Linked DNA regions of Mus musculus: region 2 is linked to region 1. The links are chromatin contacts, called in public HiChIP or PLAC-seq maps. All regions are on one chromosome and are shown on one strand. The core of a region is the stretch at or near the end of the contact, and the rest is flanking DNA. Distances in the headings are between cores, read along the strand shown. Region 1 overlaps Ano6 (anoctamin 6). Region 2 overlaps Ano6 (anoctamin 6).

Region 1 (6,636 bases), core at 1,770-4,269:
CGTACACACCAGCGTGACGGGTGACTACTCCAGCCACCAGCCACTAAAGATACACCTTTAACACTGAAAATTAATGCTGTCCTACAGAGAAGCAGGAGACAACATCTACAGTGTCAGGGATTGGAACACAGAGGAAGCAGGAGGGTAGTAATTTTGAGGCCAAACAGAGATACAAAGTGGCACATTGGGGGGGTGGGGGGTGGGGGTGATGACAAGAATTCCTTTAGGGAGAAAACAAAGGCTAACTATGAAATGTGGCCTGAGATTTATACTGACAGATAGCTCACAATTATAATTCGTTATAAAATGAAAAAGCTGAGGCATGCGATTTATAATAATCAACGAATGACTTCATAGATGAAACTTCACGCCAAATTCCCCTCGTTTATAAGCTCCCACAGTCCCTGTGCTGACAGCACCCCAGGACTGACGCTGGCCACTTCCTCCTAGAGTTCTAAAGTCTTGTAGAACACACACCATATTTTTAATACTTTTAACATTATTCCTTTTTACATTTACAAATGTTTTACCTACATTTGTGTCTATGCATCATATGCATGCCAGGTGCCCAAGGAAGCCAGAAGAGGGCATCAGGTCCCTGGAAACTCAGTTGTGAGCCACCATGGGGGTGCTTGGAACCCAACCCAGTTCCCCTACAAGAGCAGCCAGTGAGTGCCCTTCACTGCTGAGCCATCACCTCTCCAGCCCTGACCGACCCCTGGACCGCATTTTGTTTACTCCCTTAGACATAAAGTCTGGCAGTGAACACAAAAAAAGACTCTACTATGTGTTTGCAGGTAAACAGGATACAATAAATGCATGTGACAGAATATTACTCAGCTATTCAGTGTGATTTGTGATATATATTTTATAGGTATAGAATACATAATGAAAAGTTCCAGAAATTAATAACGTTGATGGCTGAATAACTGAGTACACTTAGTGCTAGGGAAAATTAGAAAAAGGTTAAAATGATAAATGTTATGTACATATTACCACAATGAAAGAAATACAGTGAGAGGAAGGACCGTTTGTCAGCAAGGCAAGTGAAAAAGAGTCTATGTCTGAACCGCATAAAGCTACAAACGTCCCTTTGAAAGGGCAGGGAAGCGGCTTGCCGAAGCTTTTCCAGGGCTTGTGTTTGGGAGGCAATGTAGCCGGGTGAGCTTGTCTGTTGCGATTTTCCAGCTTCTTTGTTGCTTGTTTGTTGCAGTTCTCCATGGTTTCCAAATTCTCTAGAACTGCTCACATAATCAACCCTTGCAAATACAAAGGGGTGTGGTATAGCCAGAGCAGGAGATGCCAGGCTTATCACCAGCAGGTTAAATGCGGATCAAAGTCAATTTACCTGGTGGACTATTCATGCAGCCTATCACTGTTGGGTGCTCGCCATCCCTGTGGCAGCCCAAACTCGTGAGTTAAAAGTTTTATCTTTATTATAAGGTAATGTTTTGCTTGCTTTTGTTTTTCTTTTTCTCTCTGGCAAGAAAGCATGCGGCTCAGATCTGTTGCACCACTAGACATGCCTCCGCCAGCCTTAGTGTCACAACTGATGGGCTTGCTCTGGACATACAAGTGACTGACTGGATCGTGAACAGTTGTTCTCAAGAGACAGTGAATGTCTTCAGGACAGGAACCTGGGACAAGATGTGGAGGTGACCTGAAGGAAACACCAGACTCACCATTGTGGAAGATCTAGAAGCAAGGCGATCAGAGTCGCACAAACTCAGGCAGATGCCACACCGAAAGGACTGCCATTATCACACATGCCATGAAAACACTCCCTGTCTTAGTGACCCCACAAGTGGGGACAATCATGCTTCCCTCCTGAATATTTAACAGGATGGAAGGTTCTGAGTCTGCTCTCAACAGGTGATCAATCCATACCATGAGCTTCCGTCCATTTCCTGTTCAAAGTGTCTAATAAAAATCAAACAAACAAACAAACAAACAAAAACCAACAGTGAAATGCTAAAAGTGTTAGTGTTAACAGGCGCGGTGACAGAAGCACAGGAAAATGTACTTTCTCACTGACCCCAGTGAGGACCTTGTAATAAAGTTCACGAGAATTTTCCTACTCTTTGTTCCTCAATAATAGAAAACTATTCATCACTATTTGTCAGTGACCTCATATACCAGAGAAACCATCAAGACGCTTGCATTTCCTTTTTTGATAATCCTCTTTTGAAATCTTGCATTCCTTAACTGCAGTGGGTCCTCAGAGTCCTCAGAAAGGTCTGTTACCCTGACAAGGATGAACACACTACCAGGCTAGCTCCCAAGCTTTGGGGGGAAAAAAAAAACTGATTCTGAGTGACTATGGTGCTCCCAAGAGAACCCAGAGGTCCAGTGTGACCAACAATGGGCACTGTGTCTGTTCCATGACCGTTGATCTACATGCAAACTTGAAGTTACCCACATGTCTTAGGGAGCTGATAGCATCAAACGTTGCATCAGATCAACACCAAACAAAACCCTCCCTGTAGAAAGGCAGCTCCTATCTTTGCTAAGATCAACCTCCTTCCCATAAAAAAACACACTCTGCCTTACTAAGCCATGAATACCAGAGAACAGTCAGCCGTTGGGAATTTCCTTTGTGCACAATAAACTACACAAGCTGAACTCGCTACCTTAGGGCTGGGGAGCTCAAATTCATAAGCATGCATATCAGCAATAAGCCAGGCTTGCCTGATGAAAGAGAAAATACAAACAACTTTGCCGGGGTCCATCACGTTGTAGAACAATGATTGTGAACCTACCTAAGGCTGTGACCCTTCAGTGCAGCTCCTCATGTTAGGGTGTGCCCCAATCGTAAAATTATTTCCATTGCTATTTCACAACTGTAATTTTGCGGCTGTGATGAATTGTAATGTAATTATATGATATGCAGGATATCTGATATGTGACGCCCACAAGGGGTCCTGGCCCACAGGTTGAGAACCGCTGCACTAGAACAAAGGGATGCAGAGGGTTATTCTGCACTGAGGGTGAGGAATCTGCCTGGGCAGGATCTTGAGGGCTGGGTAGTTCAGCATCTCTCTATGGGCTGCTGGGTATGAAGGAATGGGACTGACTCTGCCTCTGAGAGGGTTCAGTTCATGCTGACTCCTTCTTTACTGCTGGAAAACGGGCACCACGGAACCACGCTTGTAATACCTACTTGCCTGCTCTCCTTACCTCGGAACAAAGCATGGGGCACTTCCATTCTCTCTCCAGTCTTTCAAACCCATGTTTCTTGCCCTAGAGAGGTGTCAGAGAAGAACCAAAGAGGCAGAAACCAGCCTGCTAGGAGGATCTGGAAAGAGTATCTGGAGCCAACTTCCAGAGCATGACAGTGACTAGTCCCTGTGGGGTTCTAGCCGGTAAGGGCCTGTCCTGTGGGCGCCAAGGACATCCCTGCCAAGCTCAGCCAGAGTCAAAGCATCTTCAAACCATTTCTGTACTCTGTCGCTGTCCTCATCCATTTAGTGTATGTGTGAGAGTGTATGTGTGTGTGTGTACATGCATGTGTGAGTGTGCACATGCACACTCTCTTGAATTTTTGTTTTTCTTTTGTTTTTGTTTTGTTTTTCAAAAACTATGGCTCTCAGCTTTTCACACATGATCCTTTAGCAGGATCTGATAAAATCCGAAACCCCTTTCCCTAGGGGGAAAAGAAAACCTCAAAAGCAGAAACACGTAGAAAGAATTATCTAGAAGCTCTGAGAATCCCGAACCCCTAAGCCCACCATACATACCAGGAGGAGGAATACTCTGCAGTCTGAACATTTCTGGGTGACTGCCACATGCCAAGCACCAAGAAGAACCCACCTCAAGCTCAGCCCCCCACCTTCTGACTGCCAGCCCATCCTCCCACGACCTGCCTTGGTTCCCTGTAAAACTGCTGGGAACTTATTTATTTATTTATTTATTTATTATATGTAAGTACATTGTAGCTGTCTTCAGCCACACCAGAAGAGGGCATCAGATCTTGTTACAGATGGTTGTGAGCCACCATGTGGTTGCTGGGATTTGAACTCCGGACCTTCGGAAGAGCAGTCGGGTGCTCTTACCCACTGAGCCATCTCACCAGCCCCCATGCTGGGAACTTCTACCTGCCTTTGTGCTATCTGTTCGGGAAACAGATAGTCAGTACTTTGACTATCCTGTCGGACAGAAATAACGCAACACTTACACGCTCCCAAGCCCCTCCTCCAAGAGGCACCACTTCCTTTTCTCCTTCAGTAGCCCCTGTACCAGGGATCCCATGGCACTTCCTACCCTCGAGAAGTCACATGCCCCTTTCCCTCTGTTAGGACTGTCAGCAGCGTGGAGGGCATGCGTGCTCAGCAACTAAATCACGTTCCATTTTCAGCTTCTAGTAAAGTCCCCACTCAGGAGGAAAGCACTCCACTGAGGTAAACAAATATGAATCAGACACTTTTAATATACATGTCCCTAACACTCAACCTGCTGGGACAAGTGATGTCACCATAAACCTTAAAGGAGCCATGGCAACAACCTAGACACAAGGATGGACAGCAAGGGCAGTCAGAAGCCGGCGTGAACGAGGAACATGGTACAAGTCAGAAGGTTTGGGAACCAAGAGTTAAAGAGGGAGCAGGCGAGAAAGAGAATCATGGGATGAAACATACAGGGCGGTGGCTTTATCCTCTGGAAGATGGCTTTGCTCGTTTCTTGTTTTTACTTAGTAAAGTAATGGAAAGAATAAATAAGCAATCTCGACCTCACTGTACGTAGATGAGCACCAGCCTTTCGTCTTTATGTACTTTATAAACATGCACACCTGCACATGTGACGAGTGGTGTTTCTATCTTACTAAAATGTCTTATGTTTGCTATGTACCAGACCCTGTGCTGAATATGAAATCATTTAATGACCACTATTAATCATGATCCTTTTGAAAGATAATTATGGTTTTACCACTGTGAACAGACACCATGACCAAGGCAACTCTTATAAGGACAACATTTAATCGGGGCTGGCTTACAGGTGCAGAGGTTCAGTCCATTATCATCAAGACTGGAACATGGCGGCATCCAGGCAGGCATGGTGCAGGAGGAGCTGAAAGTTCTACATCTTCACCTGAAGGCTGCTACCACAACACTGACTTCCAGGCAGCTAGGATGAGGGTCTTAAAGCCCATGCCCACAGTGACACACCTACTCCAACCATGCCACACCTCCTAAGAGTGCCACTCCCTGAGCCAAGCATACACAAACCATCATAATGGGTGATGCTTGGCACTAAGACCATATAATTCACATGCAGCTGAACCAAGCAGAGTTTAACAGTTTTCATCTCAAAACTCCCTTCCTTCCTTCCTTCCTTCCTTCCTTCCTTCCTTTCTCTTCTTTTCTTTTCTTTCTTTTCTTTCTTTCTTTTTTTTCCCACTTGCTTGATTTATAGAAAAAAATTAATTTATTTTTCCAGTTTTCTGAGAGGTGTCCCTTTGGGATCCTGATTAGCACGCTAATAACCCTGGGACGTGAGCTCTTGCTTACATCATTCTCCCACACAAGTCTGTTCATGTTCTCAGGACAATCTGTCCTTCTCCTCCCAAAAGACCTGGAGGGTGACATTTCATATACCTGCTCTGGACAAATAAATCTGAAAATGGAGTGGAAAGGGGTGCCATTTGGGAAGACTAGGTCAGCAAAACGAGATGCAAACAACGATGTCGTCCCTCTGCGGGCCTAGAAACATGTGGTCGCTTGGAGCAAGCCAGGAGCCTGGCTGAGAAACCAGAGAAGGAAGAATTAAAGGGATCTGGTGTTCCGCTGAGAGCACCAAGCGGTGTGAAGGTATGAGGAGGAAGAGGAAATGGAACACTGTAAGGGGACAGTGAGTGCCTTAGAGAGAACCAGCGGGGATGTGTGGCTGAAGGAGTGAAGGTAATAGGCTGCACTGTGAGCAGTCAGTCACCAAATGCTTATCGGAAGCCCGGGATCCTGGGGCAGAAGGAATGGGGCCACAGGAGAACAGACAGGGAGTCCTGATGTACCCTAGAGCAGGGATGTGCACAGCATTGCCCTGTGGGTCAAAATGGGCTTCCGCGTCCAGCTCATCACAGGGCTAGGACCAGTCTGAGGTCCCTGAGGAACTTCCGGGAGCTGCTTGCGGGGTGTGGGGGAGCCTCCCAGCCTGCACAGAGGGCGAGACTGGCAGGTTCTCACTCTTGGGCACCACAGATGCCTTGGAAGAGCTAGGAACCTCCCAGAGTGTGGGCCCGCGGTTGGACTCTGGCCCAGGGCGAAGAGAAAAAGGCAGGAGAGGGCTCCAGCTGGTTACCACAGGGACAAGAGTCCTAGGCTTGTTCGGTGGCTCAGTTGAGTTGGCTGGAGAGCGCAGGCAGGGCTCTGTTCCATTGCGCCAGCATGACAGATCCCGATGAGAAGAGGCAGTCCATGGTTTTAAGGCGTTTATTTTTGTTGTTTTGTTTTGTTTTCGAGACAGGGTTTCTCTGTGTAGCCCTGGCTGTCCTAGAACTCACTTTGTAGACCAGGCTGGCCTCGAACTCAGAAATCCACCTGCCTCTGCCTCCCAAGTGCTAGGATTAAAGGCGTGCACCACCACGCCCAGCTTAAGGCGGTTATTGTATAAAGGCAGAGAGAGGGAGAAGAGTAGAGAAGCAGA
Region 2 (6,934 bases), core at 2,527-5,026, 110 kb before region 1:
AGAATTAGTCCGTGCCAGATACGCTGTGCGGGAGGAGCTGCCACAGGATTGGCAGAGGCTAGCAATGACTTCAGAGCCTCCTGCCGCCTCGACTCTGCAATTTCAGACTTTTCTGTAATGAGGTTCACAGCAGTAGTCCTCAGAAGGCAGAAGTAATGAGGAAACTGCTGTAAAGCACTTAGAGAGTTCATCAGATGGATATCCTTAAAGATGTACATACGATACCACAAGCAAAAAGCAGAGACGCTTTCTGCATCCTAAAGTCAGACAGGATTGGCAGACAGCCTGATGCATGACAGTTCTACAACCAGGGTGCAGTTAACGATCAGAGAGAGGAAACTTAGGGAAATTTGGGCTTTGTCCTTCCTTCATCAAAATTAATATATATTTTTTCCTTTTACTTAAAATGTCTTCTGTTAGAGCTGTAGAGATCACAAGCTGTGGCTCACACAACATTAAGAGTACTGACCTACGTGCGTAGCTCCCTGGCTACTACTGGAGGAAGGTGATGTATTTACAACAGTGGAGGGCAACACAGAGGGTCCTAATACATGGATCTGACCCAAAGCGTCACTCATGGTAGGCACGGTAGGCAAGCATCCTCCTGCTGAGCTGCACCCCCTGCCTGCTCTATGCTTCTGTGCCATATCTCTCAGTGCATGGTTTCCAGTAAAACATGCCAAGTGTCTGAAGGACAGGGCCTCTTACTGGGTAAGTGTGGTCACCTTAGATTTCGGTGTCCCTGAACAGTATCCACAGGTCAGTCTTTTCTCTCTCCCTCTCTCCTTGCCACTCAGAGGTTGGTTTGCTATTTATTTATAGTTTTTTTTTTTTTGAGACAGGGTTTTTCTGTGTAGCCCTGGCTGTCTTGGAACTTGCTCTGTAGACCAGGCTGGCCTCGAACTCAGAGAACTCAGAGATTCACCTGCCTCTGCCTCCAGAGTGCTGGATTCAAAGGCGTGTGCCAGCCACCACCACCCTGTAGAAGTTAGGCCCAGTTCTTACTCCCAGTCCCGTGATCCCAGAAATAAAGACTCAGACTCAAAAATATATCTATAAATACCTTGGCCATATAGCTAGGCTCTAACTAGATCAAAACTAAAATACCCTAATTAATTTAACCTACATTCTGCCACATGGCTGGTTGGTTAACTGTGCTCAGGTACCCTGCACCTGTCTTGTCACATCTTCCCAGGCTGATCTTCTGCCTGTGCTATCCCAGAATTCTTTCTGCCTCCCAGGTGTCCCTCCCACCTTCTATTTCCTACCTAGGCTACAAGTGGTCAGATTTATTATTGACAGGTATAACATCCATCCAGATGTGTAAGATTCTCTCTATACCACCCAGCACATGGGTACAATGTATCTCTTAAGGGTACAATGTACCATTCGGTGGCCCTTCACAGGTAAAGCCACCACCTGCCCTGCAAGGAACCCCAATCCCCAACTCTGTGTGTGTGCACACACTAAAGACTTGCCTTTCAAGCTGAGAGGTGTGGCCTGGTTTCTTCCCCACACTTTCCTGTGACCTGACATTGCTGATCTCAATGCACAAGACACAAGTGGAAATCGAATGCATGTATCCTTGATGGTGGGACATTTTCCTCTACGTTAGAGTATTTACGCCAATCAAACACTCAGACATCTGCTTTTAAATGAAATGCTTTCCTCGCTATATTACTGATGCTACCCACGTTAAAAGGGACAAACAACATCCAGTTTCTAGGCAGAACTTACGCGTCAAGATCGCATCTTTTCTATTACAGAGAACTGGCTATTATTACCACAGTGAAATATACTTAAAAACTTTCCGATCCTATAAAACTATAAAAAGAAGCAAGCTCACGGGCATTCTCCTGTTCCTCACTGCTGCCCCTGCCCCAGGCTGAATTCTAACTGTGGGGACTGTTATAGTCTAAGAATAAGCATTCCTTATCTACCAACCTGGAATATGGAAACATGCTGAGCGCTGATTTACACTAACACTGGGATTTTGGATTATTGTAGATTTTGTATTTGGGGACTAACGAGGTTCCTGTGATTGTCTAGTCAAAGGAGAGGGGGAGGGGCAGGGGAAAGAGGAGCTCTGGTTCTTAGCATTTGAGACGACGGACACCGAAACAACAGTGATGGCCTCCAGTGACTCACACCCCTGGGTCCTTTCCTCCACTCCATCCCTCAGGCTCGGATGCCTGCCTTGCTGCTTCAGCTGCCAGGACATTAGCAAATACTATAATCATGGGCCCAATGTCGCTGTTGCACTTGTGGGTACCCAGGGTGCAGTTGTGGCATGACTTTTATAGGGTAGCCAGTTGCCTTCTGATTGGATTTGGGGTGTGCTGCACAGGACAGAAGTCAGGCCTGGTACTCTAAGCCGAGCTAAGAGCCCAGACCTGAGGCGATCATAATCCCTAAGGTGGGACCTACTGTTGGGACTTTGCTAAATGGCCATGCAGCCAAGCTGTCTGAGCATTTAATTTAAACCCATAGTTCTAGGATGCTCTCCATGTCGGTAAAGCTGCTTCCCTGTGCTCAGCCCTAAATGGGACATCTCTTACCAGACCCCTGCCAAGGCTCAGGTATCACTGCAGAGGAGGAGGGGGAGGACTGGGAGGAAGGGGAGGAGGAGAGAGGAGGGAGAGGAGAGGGGGATCGGGAGGGGAGGAATTTAATGGTTCGAGGACAGGGAAGAGTACCATGAAATATTATCTTCTGGATAAGGCATGGCTGCTATACACACAGACTCATAGTAGCCATGGTTACCTGCACCAGACCTGCCCACAATAAGCCAATCCAAATTACAACATAGACTAGGGGTGAGCTCACAAAAGTCATCTCTACTGGAGGAGCTGCTGGCATTCAGCAGCTGCCTGGGGAAGGAGACACATTCTCCTCTGGAGGGTTGGCCAGAGGTAGGGTTGCCTAGGCTCCAGAAGCTGGCCAAGAGCCCATGCACACCCCGGCAGCGCCAACTGGGCTTAGTGAGCTATTTCAGAATAGACAAGGAGAACATGAAGTTGAGAGGAAGACGCAGTGGGGAGGATCGGGGGCAACTTGAGACATGAAGCAGGGGGTGGATATGACCAGATTTAATTGTATGACATTCTCAAAGAATAAATGTCAATAATAACCTTAATGCCAAACCCATTGAGGTCTGTGGTCCTTTGCGTCCTTTTGTATCTCTGAAGACCCATACAGAATCCTAGGCTAGATAATTTGAGGGTGACACCATTTGGAACCCCACAGACCAGGCCAGGCTTCTTACTGCTATATCACCTCTTTACAGAGAAGCCAATGGCTCACCACAGAGATCAGGCCATGTGTGACTCAGGGAACTGAGAGAAGAAAAACAAAAAAACAAAAACAAAAAAGAATGAAACCGTGTGTGGTTGAAGCCATGGATCTCTGAGGTAAATTTTCATACAGTAAAATCGAATGACAACTACCAGCAAAGCTCTGGAGGAATGGAGGTTCAGCCAGAACATGGTCCTAAAAGTACATGAATTTAATAGCTTACACAAAATTGCACAGACACCATCAAACTGAGAGAAAACTGAAAGTAACTTACCCCACACTCCCATAAATACAGCGAAGATCAGGGTTCCAAAACTGTCAAAGATGCACAATTTCTGGAAAACAGAGCAGCAAGGCATAAATAAATCAATTCCTCACTTATCAGAAATTCAGCAAATACGTAACACTTCGTACACTCTGCAGCCTGCAGTGTTTGCTGAGCCCAATGCTGGTTTAACAATCACCACACGTATGACATACCCACAGATGGAATTTCTCGCATTTTAAAAGCAAACAGCTTTCGCCGTCTGAGCCTTGAGTACATTTTCCAGTGGAATCTTCCCACACGGCGATAAAGGACTAGGCACATCTGCTAAGATTGCAGGCCGTTAAAGCCTCTTTTATGAGCTGTCAGAGTGAGTGGGAGAACGTAGCGAACGGCTCTAAGGATCCAGTGCCCTCTAAGTAAGTTTATGGTTTGCCTCTTATCAGTGTCTCAGTCCCCTCAGAGGATAAATTCCAGAAATATTCCTTTCCTTATTAAAAAAAAAATACAAAGCTGAGTTTATGTAGTGATGGCTCTCCTCCAGGAGCCTTCTGCTTCCACCCACCCGAGGAAGGCTTTGCATCTGTAAGCGATGATGAGGATTTTCAGTGGGATCAAGGCAATGCAGGTGCTTCTGCTGATGGCACTGGTACAATTACCAGAAAGGATTACTGTCTCACTGAGGCGGAGCTACCACGGCTGCCAAACTCCACCTCTTTGGTGATGGATACATAGCCTAGCTGCCTGCCTTTATGACTGGCTGGGTAAAAAAATCTAATTGACTTCTGTCATAGTTAGGGTTTTACTGATGTGAACAGATGCCATGACCTAGGCAAGTCTTCTAAGGAAAACATTTAATTAGGACTGGCTTGCAGGTTCAGAGGTTCAGTCCATTATCATGACAGCATCCAGGCAGGCATGGTATAGGTGGAGCTGAGAGTTCTACATCTTTATCTGAAGGCTGCTAAGAGAAAAATAGCTTTCAGGCAGCTAGGATGAGGGACTTAAAACCCACACCTACAGTGACACACCTACTCCAGCAAGGCCACACTTTCAAACAATGCCACTTCCTGGGCCAAGTATATACAAACCATCACAGTTACCATCTTTTCATTTGTGAGCACTTAAAAACTTCCTTAAGGAAGGACTCACAAAGTTAATGGCTAAGTGGGAGCAGTGGGTTCTGTCTGCCTGTTTTACCAGAGGCCATGGGAAGAGTAAAGGGGATAAGGGGGCCATGAAGAGGATCCAGGGGAACTTCTACAACTGTGACATTCAAAGGTGTTTCTAAGTGGGAAGTGTACTCTGCCGAGATAGGTTTCTTTGTTTCAGTTGCCTTTTATATTCAAAGCTGTGTCATTTTCACGAACACAGTCATTGTTTATTTTCATTAGAAACTATCTAGTTATGATCAGAAACTATGTATCTAGTTACATTCTTATCCTCAGGGTTTCCATAGCAGGCACAAGTGCCTCCCTCATCCATGTGAACTTTACCCGAACAGCATGATTCTAAATGGTTTCAGGAGACAACCCCTCTTTAAAAAGAAAAATCTCCAGGTGAAGGAAGATATACTTGTTATGCCTGGATGTCCCACCAATGATGCTTTCTGTATCTTTTCTCTTTGCCTTTGGGGACCCATTGCTCTGAAATGTCCTTCAACCATTTACAGCAAATAGCTTCACACAAAGTGCCGTGAGAAATATCCCACATGTGAAATCTCCTTCCTCAAGACCCCATCCACTGTCACTCCCATTTTGGAATTGATACAAGTCAGGCCAACTGCCTAGTTCCCAGTGAGGGATGTGCCTGGTACCCCAGGGCAAGATTGGGCATAGATGAATCTGCCATGCTACTAAGTAGATATGTGGCCTCTCTCTGCTTTGTCCCGAGAGCCCTTTGGAAGCAGGAGTAGGGGAGATGGTAAGGTACAGGCTTGCTTAGAAGCCTAGCTTATCTTGATGGGCAGCTGAGCTGGCACAGTGGTCCAGAGGCTACATTAAGAGCAGCCCCAAGTCAGCATTTTATTGGAGTCACAAGTGAACAGCTCTTCAGAGGAGAGGCAGAAATCAGTAAGTGAATCAATGTAATAAGGATGGAAGAAATCAGAAACATCTTTCCTGCCCCGCCCCTCTCATCCTTGCCCCGCTCCTCTCATCCTTACCCCACCCCACTCACCCTTACCCCACCCCTTTCATCCTTTCTCTCCGATTCTTATCTATGTGTCCTTCGCTTTGTAAATGGCTCCCACAAGATTCAAGAAATCCTTTAGGAAACATGACAGAACCAAAGACCACCACACACACACCCCAACCCCCACCCCGAACAATGAAAGACACTTGAAAGTCCTCAGCTAAGGTACTGTAGGTAGAGCCGAAGGAATGAAGTGGCGAGGGGAGGGAAGTGTAATGGATGTCTTCAGAGCAGACCTTCCACTGTGGCTTCGTGGGTACACGGCTACTGCTTGGGTGCAGAGCCTTGGGGAAATGCGCTAACAACTGCCTGTGATTCATCTGTCCAAAGCCATCAGCCAGCGGCTTCCTTGAGTCTTACTAATCACTGCACAGTCTTCTAGTTCAGTCTGGGCACTGCCTTGGCTCAAGGGACAGGCAGTTAAATCCTCTTTAATCTTAGTTAAGTATAGAAATCAATTAGGCTGACAGTGTGCCACTGTCATCATAACTAGTAGTGGGGAAAGTTTTTCAAACACAAATCTGGATTTCAGGGTTGTGTGCCCAGTGCTACCAGTCTGTGAGAAATGTGGCATGGTGGGCAGTGCAGATCTGCTGTAGCTCCTGTCCTTGCCAGTTCCTAACTGTGTGAGCTTCACAGGCTGTTTAGTTTCTCATGGCCTCAGTGTTTCAACCTGTAAAATGGGAGAGTGATTCTGCCTACATCACAGGTGCTATGTGTCAAAGGTGATGTAATCAGTATAAGAACACTGAAGAGTACTCTCAAAATGGCTCAGCAGGAAAAATTGCTTTGCTGCACAAGTCTGTGATGTGGAACCTCTCCAAAAAGGAAAGAGAGAAACAACTCCACAAAATTTCTCCTCTCACTTTAACACTTGCTTGTGTACACACACACACATACACACACACACAATTAAAGTATAAAAGATGGAGAGATAGCTCAGAAGTTAAGAGCACTGGCTGCTCTTCCATAGGTCCTATGTTCAATTCCCAGTAACTACGTGGTGGCTCATGACCATCTCATCTGTCCTGGGAATCTAATGCCCTACACAGCGATAGTGTACTCACATAAATAAGTCTAAAATAAAGTTCAAAAAGAAATTAATACTCTAGCATTACTCTTAAATGACAGACTTTGATAGATTATGTCAGAATGCTCCAGGAACACACGATTCCTGGTCTC

Evidence for each region. HiChIP or PLAC-seq counts read pairs in DNA pulled down with a chosen protein or histone mark.
Region 2: an H3K27ac HiChIP or PLAC-seq map of embryonic fibroblasts shows a contact between it and region 1, with 12 read pairs. The contact joins two enhancer-like sites. A contact is called at or near these places in 3 of 39 promoter capture datasets (the C10 cell line and the HPC-7 cell line), 4 of 484 Hi-C or Micro-C datasets (the N1E-115 cell line, Sertoli cells, pre-B cells and 1 more), 4 of 115 datasets of contacts at active chromatin or transcription factors (the 230-238 cell line, embryonic fibroblasts, embryonic stem cells and 1 more) and 5 of 9 other capture datasets (adipose tissue, embryonic stem cells, embryonic tail and 2 more).

The regions. Positions count from the first base shown.
Region 1 is chr15:95,819,899-95,826,534 of GRCm38.p6, reverse strand. All of the region lies in intron 1 of Ano6 (anoctamin 6), which reads right to left. Gm17546 (predicted gene, 17546) reads left to right here. Exons shown (of 2, transcript NR_155277.1): 2 at 1,492-2,076. Among named protein-coding and RNA genes, the nearest start is that of Gm17546, 6.9 kb to the left of the region's middle. Within about 2 kb of position 3,019, at least 76 of the 459 cell types and tissues checked have an H3K27ac peak or open chromatin away from gene starts, as enhancers often do. A contact at or near this core is called in adipose tissue and embryonic fibroblasts, where this site is marked.
Region 2 is chr15:95,928,478-95,935,411 of GRCm38.p6, reverse strand. It overlaps Ano6 (anoctamin 6), which reads right to left. Exons shown (of 20, transcript NM_175344.4): 10 at 3,569-3,629. Among named protein-coding and RNA genes, the nearest start is that of Gm41389, 20 kb to the right of the region's middle. Within about 2 kb of position 3,776, at least 90 of the 459 cell types and tissues checked have an H3K27ac peak or open chromatin away from gene starts, as enhancers often do. A contact at or near this core is called in adipose tissue and embryonic fibroblasts, where this site is marked.